2 separate regions of the Mus musculus genome follow, and region 1 is linked to region 2. A link is a contact called in public Hi-C data. All regions are on one chromosome and are shown on one strand. The core of a region is the stretch at or near the end of the contact, and the rest is flanking DNA. Distances in the headings are between cores, read along the strand shown.

Evidence for each region. Hi-C and Micro-C count contacts between places; a contact is called where the count stands out from the background.
Region 1: a Hi-C map of the 3T3-L1 cell line shows a contact between it and region 2, with 7 times the contacts expected there. The contact joins two enhancer-like sites. A contact is called at or near these places in 1 of 39 promoter capture datasets (the 3T3-L1 cell line), 1 of 15 datasets of contacts at CTCF or cohesin (the NIH/3T3 cell line), 3 of 484 Hi-C or Micro-C datasets (the 3T3-L1 cell line, adipose-derived mesenchymal stem cells and embryonic fibroblasts) and 16 of 115 datasets of contacts at active chromatin or transcription factors (the 230-238 cell line, the NIH/3T3 cell line, astrocytes and 10 more).

The regions. Positions count from the first base shown.
Region 1 is chr6:50,719,251-50,722,585 of GRCm38.p6, reverse strand. No RefSeq gene overlaps it. Among named protein-coding and RNA genes, the nearest start is that of Gm38808, 41 kb to the right of the region's middle. Within about 2 kb of position 2,070, at least 37 of the 459 cell types and tissues checked have an H3K27ac peak or open chromatin away from gene starts, as enhancers often do.
Region 2 is chr6:51,172,067-51,175,750 of GRCm38.p6, reverse strand. No RefSeq gene overlaps it. Among named protein-coding and RNA genes, the nearest start is that of Gm32328, 7.5 kb to the right of the region's middle. Within about 2 kb of position 2,315, at least 182 of the 459 cell types and tissues checked have an H3K27ac peak or open chromatin away from gene starts, as enhancers often do.

The DNA of each region.
Region 1 (3,335 bases), core at 821-3,320, 450 kb after region 2:
CAGTTCTGGCATTCAAATGTGCTATTCTTTTGCTAGACTTTTTTTTTTTTCTGATACCCCAAACGATTTTAACTCCACAGTTTGGAAAATAGGCATTTTTGATTTGATAGATACGGTGCATTCCATCCTAAAAGTGAACCATGTTTACCTCTTTCTCCATATGTTAAACCCATGAGTGTTTTTTCATGTATGCCAAGCACTGTTGGGGCTTGTGCTGATTATCTCCAGCTTGTTTGGCTAGGTACACATACATGCAATGGGCTAGATTTCAAGTCTATTTATAATATTCTGTGAATTTGAATTTCATAGTACAAACTCTCAGAATCTGGGTATTACCAACCTCCTCTCTCAGAGTTAAGAGTCAGGATGAAGGGCAGGAATGAGACAGGAAATCAGAAGGCCAGAAGTCATGTGAAGTAGGAGATGGGTAGAGGAGGTTAAACCAAGGTTGTGAGAGGGCCCTGATTCTAGTGGAAAATGATCCACCATTCAGAAGCAGCAGAAGAAAAGCAAAATGTTATTTTTACCCAACTGAGAAATTACACATAGTAAAAGATGAAAGATATACATGCACAAAGACAGAGAACAGCAAAAGAGCGTGGTTTACTGAGGAGCTCAGCTGGGAGAAGCTGATGCTGGGGAGAAGAGCAGTGGGAGGGGAGACCAGGCTGTGACTTAGGGGGAGCAGTCAGGGGCAGAGGCAGAAGGGATTCAATGAGCATTTGATGGGGAGGAGACACTACTCTCGGAAGCTCCTTGACTACGGAAGCACAGAGCCTTGTCTTCTAGGATAGCCCCAGACTCTCCCATTGGCATCTCAAAGTCACTGATGACATATGACAGATTCCACACCATTCTGTATGGGATCACTGTGAGATGTGCTCCTCTGTGTCTGCATTTTCACTGTTTCAGTGTCTGATCAACTATTGCCGGGGAGGGGCCGTCCTTAGGCATTAGTAACTGCACAAACAGGCATGGTGCATCCATGATAAGGACAGTGGTTGCTAAGGGAATTCTGATTGCCAAGAGGTTCCTTTGTTTGTTTGCTTTTCAAAACGATCTTGTAACACACATCTTGTTTTCATTTTGCGAGTGGACAAATTCAGGCAGGGAATGTATCTAAGGTTGAAGGGCTGTTAAGTAGCAAGTTCCAGGGTATGAAGCCGGGATGTCTGCTTCTGGAGTTTGTTTTCAAAACCATGGCTGTTTGCCTGCCCACCTCGCCCCCACCAACAGGATCTGCATGTATGAGTGGATGTCATACAAAGTATTTCAATGGAAATCTTATTAATTGAAACCCTATATGAACTTGTTGAAGCATTTACTTCTTCAACATCGAAAGACCTCCTTTGCCAAGTCAGCAATGGGTTCTGTGTTCGATGAACGCAGAGCTCCCAGGCGCTGATGTTGCTCACTGGGATCTGTGAAGCAGAAATGCTGCGTCATTGCTGTGCTAAGTACATACCCTGTCCAGACCACTGGGTTCTTTCCTCTATTCAGATGACCCTTCCCCCTGAGTCTCTAGATGATGTGGTATTATCCAACGTCTCAGAAGCACTCAGAGCACGAGAAACAAGAACCCAATGCTTTGACATTTGAGTGGGAGAGTACCCAGAATGCCACATTACTGACAGTGATGATAAGCAAAATCATCAACTTCCCACTTCAGAAAACAGCCTGAATGGGATGCCAGTCTCTGTCCATGACCCAAAACCACTAGGAGCCAGGAAATTCTAAGAGAAGGACCCAGATAATATTTTGCTTCGCATCCCTAAAATGAGGCTTTGGGGGTGATTAAACCATAGCCTACTGCTATTTCCTAGCCAAACATAGGCACTTGGGAGTTGAAATCCGTCATGATCTATCCTTGGCTAGGGAAGAAGATGAACATAAAAAAGGAAGCTGTTGACAGCTCTGGTCCTAGACAAAGCCAGAGTAAATAAAAGTCAGAACAAAAGTCAGAGGAATGTAAGTAATGTGGTATTCCCACATCTTCAAGCTGCCACAGACCAGAAGAGCCTCCCTGAAGAAGGACGGCCATGCTTAACTAGCATTCAGCTAGGATGAGAACCCCGTCATGTGATACCAACTCCACCCGCTTCTGCAGAGCAGCTGTGCAGGCAGACTTCCACCTTTCCCAGGGTTCCTGTGTGTTTTGACTGATACATATTAAATGCTTCAGGCTTTCAAGGGCTGGCCAAGCAAATCTTGGACAGCAGGATCAGACTTTCATAAACTCTCATGCCCAGTGTCTTGATTTTGGCTCAGTATTTAGAAATGGAAAGAAAGCAGATAAACAAAGCCAACCCTTCGTTTTGAATTCACTTAGATGCATGCTTAATCGCTATGAAAAGCAATTGCTGCCCAGTCACCTATCAATACAGGTTTCTACAGAAGCCTGAAGAAGGTATACCTACCAAGCAGTGAAAGTTTATATAGATATGCTAGTAGTTGGATATTTAAACAAATCAAATTTTAACTTAAATTTACATGTGTGTGACATGTGTGTGTGCACGTGCGCACACGCGTGTGGTGTGTGAGATATATATGAAATTGTAGTTACCCCACTTGAAGAGACAATGCTCCTCCCCAAAAGACATAGACTGTCTAGCAAAGCCCCCACTGTCAGGAAATCCGGGAGACCTCCCAAAACATTATAAGCTATTCCCTTTGGTTACCTCCCAGAAACTTCAGGTAAGACTCTATTGCTCCAGATTCCCTATGCCCCAGACACAGGCCTTGGAGGAATTGAGCTGGGACTATCCTGGAATCTTCCTCACAAGGGCTAGCTCTCCTAGTACCATAAGGAGCTGTGAAAACTGCCAAGGAAGAAAAGCCATCGATAGTGACAGCTACAAACCACAATAACCAGCAGAGCAAGATATCCCCAGAGATGCAATGGTAGCATTAGATCCTGGGGATAGCCATCAGCTGTCTAGTTGGACTTAAGGCTCTCTCAATAGAGGGAAATCCATGCCTAGCCCTAACCAACTACTTCTGGCTGCTGAGGCCATAGACCCTAGAGAAGAGCATACTACTGCTGCTTCCCTAAACCAGTGTGATCTCTAACTGCATCCTTTTTCCTTTTTTTTAAGATTTATTTATTTTATGTATGTGAGTACACTGTTGCTCTCTTCAGATGAACCAGAAGAGAGCATCAGATCTCATTACAGATGGTTTTAAGCCACCATGTGGTTGCTGGGAATTGAACTCAGGACCTCTGGAAAAGCAGTCAGTGCTCTTAACCACTGAGCCATCTCTCCAGCCACTCTAAGTACCTGTGCCCAAACCTACAGATAAAGTTATCGTCCATCCTTTACCAAAGAAGCTTTTTT
Region 2 (3,684 bases), core at 1,066-3,565:
ATTTGCATCCCCTGAATTTTCCAAGGCAAAGAAGGGACTTCACTAAGGTTCAGTAATGGATTCTCCCCTCCATTTTGGTTTTCTTGATCCTTTAGATATTTGTTTTAGGCCAGTCGGCCCACTGCTGTAGTATCTTTGTTAATCGGAGAGGTTTGCTGGTGCATGCAGTAAGTGTAGGGGAGCTATTTGATCTGCACACCTGAGGCGTGTCTAGGGACACAGTCATTCATAGAGGGAAGGATTTGTGCCCTCTCCTGCAAGACTGCCACAATCCCAAGTATCCCATAAGCTAAAGCTCTTTATGCACTCAACACTCAATTTGTCTCAGCTCTCATTTTCTTTCTTTTCTTCCTTTAAGTATTTATTTATTCTTATTATGTAGACCGGGCTGGCTCTGAACTTAGGCATGAGCCTACTCTTAACCCCCCACCCCGTGATGCATGTCTCAGACTTTTGACATGTTTCGTTTTATTTAGCATTTTGTTTAGTCATGTTTTATTTTATTTTAACATTTTATTTAAACAATATGCCTGCTCTGAACACAAGTGTTTAGTCCTAAAACACCTTTAGCTTTTTCCAGATAGTACATCCAGGCCTGGATTCCTCCTCAAGCAAGGAAGGCCAGCGGGGGAATTCAGGGACAACACCCCTAGCATCTATCAATTTCAAGGTATTTGGTTCATTTGCAGACAGCGGCGCGGGTGGATGAGAGGCGCTCTGCTCAGAAAGGCCTGTGGAGAGGTTTTGGCTTGACATTCACTTAGCTTGACACAGCTAAGACTGGGACTTAAAGTGAGCCCCCTGGGGACCTAAGGCAGACCCTTTTCTGGCCCCATCGCTTCTGTGTTCCTCCTCGCGCACCTGGCCAGTCCTGCACAGTGGCCCAGGTCCAGAATTCGCCATCAGGAGACGCAAGCCCGCCTGGGTTTAAACCCGGCTCTGCTACCGGAAGTCATTTGATAAATCTCAGGCTGGCATTTCTAATCTTTGCGGCTCCTCAGTTTTGCAAATCTTTAAACAAGCTGTAACCTCCTTCAAACAGCGCGCCAGACAGACAACCCCCAGGGTCAGACAGAATGCATCTGCACTCCACTTCCTCCAAGGTCAGGCCCGCACCTCTTCCAGCACCTTTCTGTCTGCTGATTCCCGTGCACTCATCCCGCAGCCCAAAACCCAGGAATGTCTCCCACCCTGGAGGCCCAGGTCTGAGCACAGGAGACTCATCGAGCCCCTGGGGGCAGACCAGGGGGAGAGTACCCTCCGGGCAAGATCAGCGAGGTGGGGGTTGGTCGAGTGATTTATGGTGCTTATCAACGTTTTAGGAAGCAGAAATTAACCTGAGGAGGATTAGGCCCCGAGCTTTGAAGTGCGTTGTTTTGTTTTCCTCCCGTCCACTCCCAGGATCAAACAGTTCCTGTTCCTTCCATCGCTCTCCTCCTACTCCGGTTGTCTCTTCTCCCCTCGCCTATGCCCTAACAAGCCCTTTTGCATTGTTTTTCTTAATTTCAAATAGAAATCTTTTGACACTAGCTACCGAGTTCCTGTCAGTGGTCTAGAAACAGAAAGACCCCTCCCCCATCCCTGTCCTCCGGGAATAGTGTTTAACGTTTGAACATCCACTTTCTGTTTGGGAGATCAGAGGTAGCAAATCTGTAACTCTTCTTTTCTTTGGCACTTTCTTCCCATCCAAAGCCCTTAGCCTAGTCCCCCAGGGAGGCTGGCCTTCCCGGGAAGAGGGCTAGGTTGAGGTGCTTGGCCTTCATCTCTGGGCGAGTGCTAACTTCGCTTAGCTCATCACACCTCCGGGTAGTGCGGATTCCTGGATGGTCCTCTTAGCTCTCCAGTCTTCCAGGGCCCGGGACTGTGGGGTGCTCTTTCCACGCTGCTCTTTATTCCCCCCTCCCCGACATTCAAGCTTCCGAGCGGAATCGTCTCCCGCAGTTCTTTCCCGGAGGCGCTAGTTGAAAATGCAATTTCCTTGGGGGGGTGGGGGTGGGGGGAGAGTGGAGAGGCAGGGGGTGTGGTCCGGCTGAGAGTAAAACAGAAACTCGGTTTGTTTGGGGTTCTGAAACCATCCATGTTTTATTGCATCCGCCTCAGAGTCAACTAAGACTTAATGAGCATCCAGGCGGGAAAAGCACAAGGAGATTTGCTCGGTGCTCGGGAGGGGACCTGAGTGAGGGGAGTCTGTTTACTTTCTCTTGCAACTAGAGGTTGCAACATCTTCCCCAAATGGCTCCTTCTAGTGCCGGGGGTATAGACAGGCAAGTCAAAAGGCATCAGGTTTCAGCTCTCTGAGTAATCCAAGATCATTCAGCCAAGAAGACCTTCGAAGTTGGCCCTGTCTACAGCTTGTAATGAAAAGGGTAATCTGTCGTGTAATGAAAAACAGTACCCACAAAACAAACCAGTCTCCGACGGCCTTCCACCTCGCACCACTCTACCCTAAAACCCGCCAGTGACAAATATTACTATCCAGTTCCACCCCCAAAAGAGGAAGCAGTAGATCTTCCTCTTAATAACTTCCCAAAGTGTTACAAATAATAAAAGGGGCGCATAAATCATCGCCCAAGCGACTCAATGCGGACCACGAAGGATTTACTTCTCTTGAGCCTTAGCTTCCAATCGCTCTCTCATTGGTTTATTTCTCGAAGTCCGCCCCCAGATCCATGCTCTTATTGGTCAATATGGCAGGGTGACGAGTAGAAAGGGCGTGGGGTTGGTGGGAGGCTGGATTTTTCCAGTGCGCAAGCGTTCTAGGGTGTGCGGGTGTGATTGACAGCCAGGGGGAAACAAGTGCGCGTGCGTGGATGAGTGAGCCAGTCAGAGACACACAGAGACAGAGACACACAGAGACAGAGACACATAGAAAAAAGAAAGAGGGAGAGGGATGGAGAGAGAAAGAGAGAGAGAGAGAGAGAGAGAGAGAAAGGAAGGGGGGGAGAGAAAGAAAGAAATGAGGTGTAAGGAGAAGGAAGAGAGCTAAGGTGAAAGAGACCTATGGCGAGGTGGTGGGTGCTGACACTGGTGGGGTGCAGTCCTAGCTGCAGGCATTTCCCGCTGAGTCAGATTGTTGTGCCCGGTCCTCCACAGATCCTCTAGGAGGGCCTGGAAGGGATTCACTGAGGACGGTCTTCACCAGGCTAACTGTTGGTAGGGAGTAAAGAGAAATAGGAGGCTTGCTTTCCTCTAGGAATCCACTTAAAATCGCCAGAAGTTTATTTTTATAGCCGTGTTATTCGTGCATTTCCGGAAAAGCACACAATTCAAGCCCTCAATGTCCCAGGTATCGTAGTCCTAGGCACTCCACTAATAGCCAGCATCACTCCAGCCCTGTGTGGCTTCTCACAAACACATCTGCCACAGCTCTCTAAGCGGCTTGTAATCGAAGAGGCCCGAGAAAAAGACACACTGTAAGAGTGCTTGGGTGGAAGGAAAAAAAATAAATAAAGAGGAAAAAAATACGTAAAGGAAGAAAATTAGAAAAGTGCAGCCACTAAAGAATAGTGACAGAAAAAAAACCAAACAAACAAATAAACAAACAAAACTACCCGCCCCATCCCCAAACATACGTACAAACAAAAAGACAAAACCGCGGAAGGACAAGTCCGCTCACTACTGAGTGGAAAATTTGGAAATCATTCCAGGACCGGCTTTATACAGAAGGATCAAACCCGGTTTGTG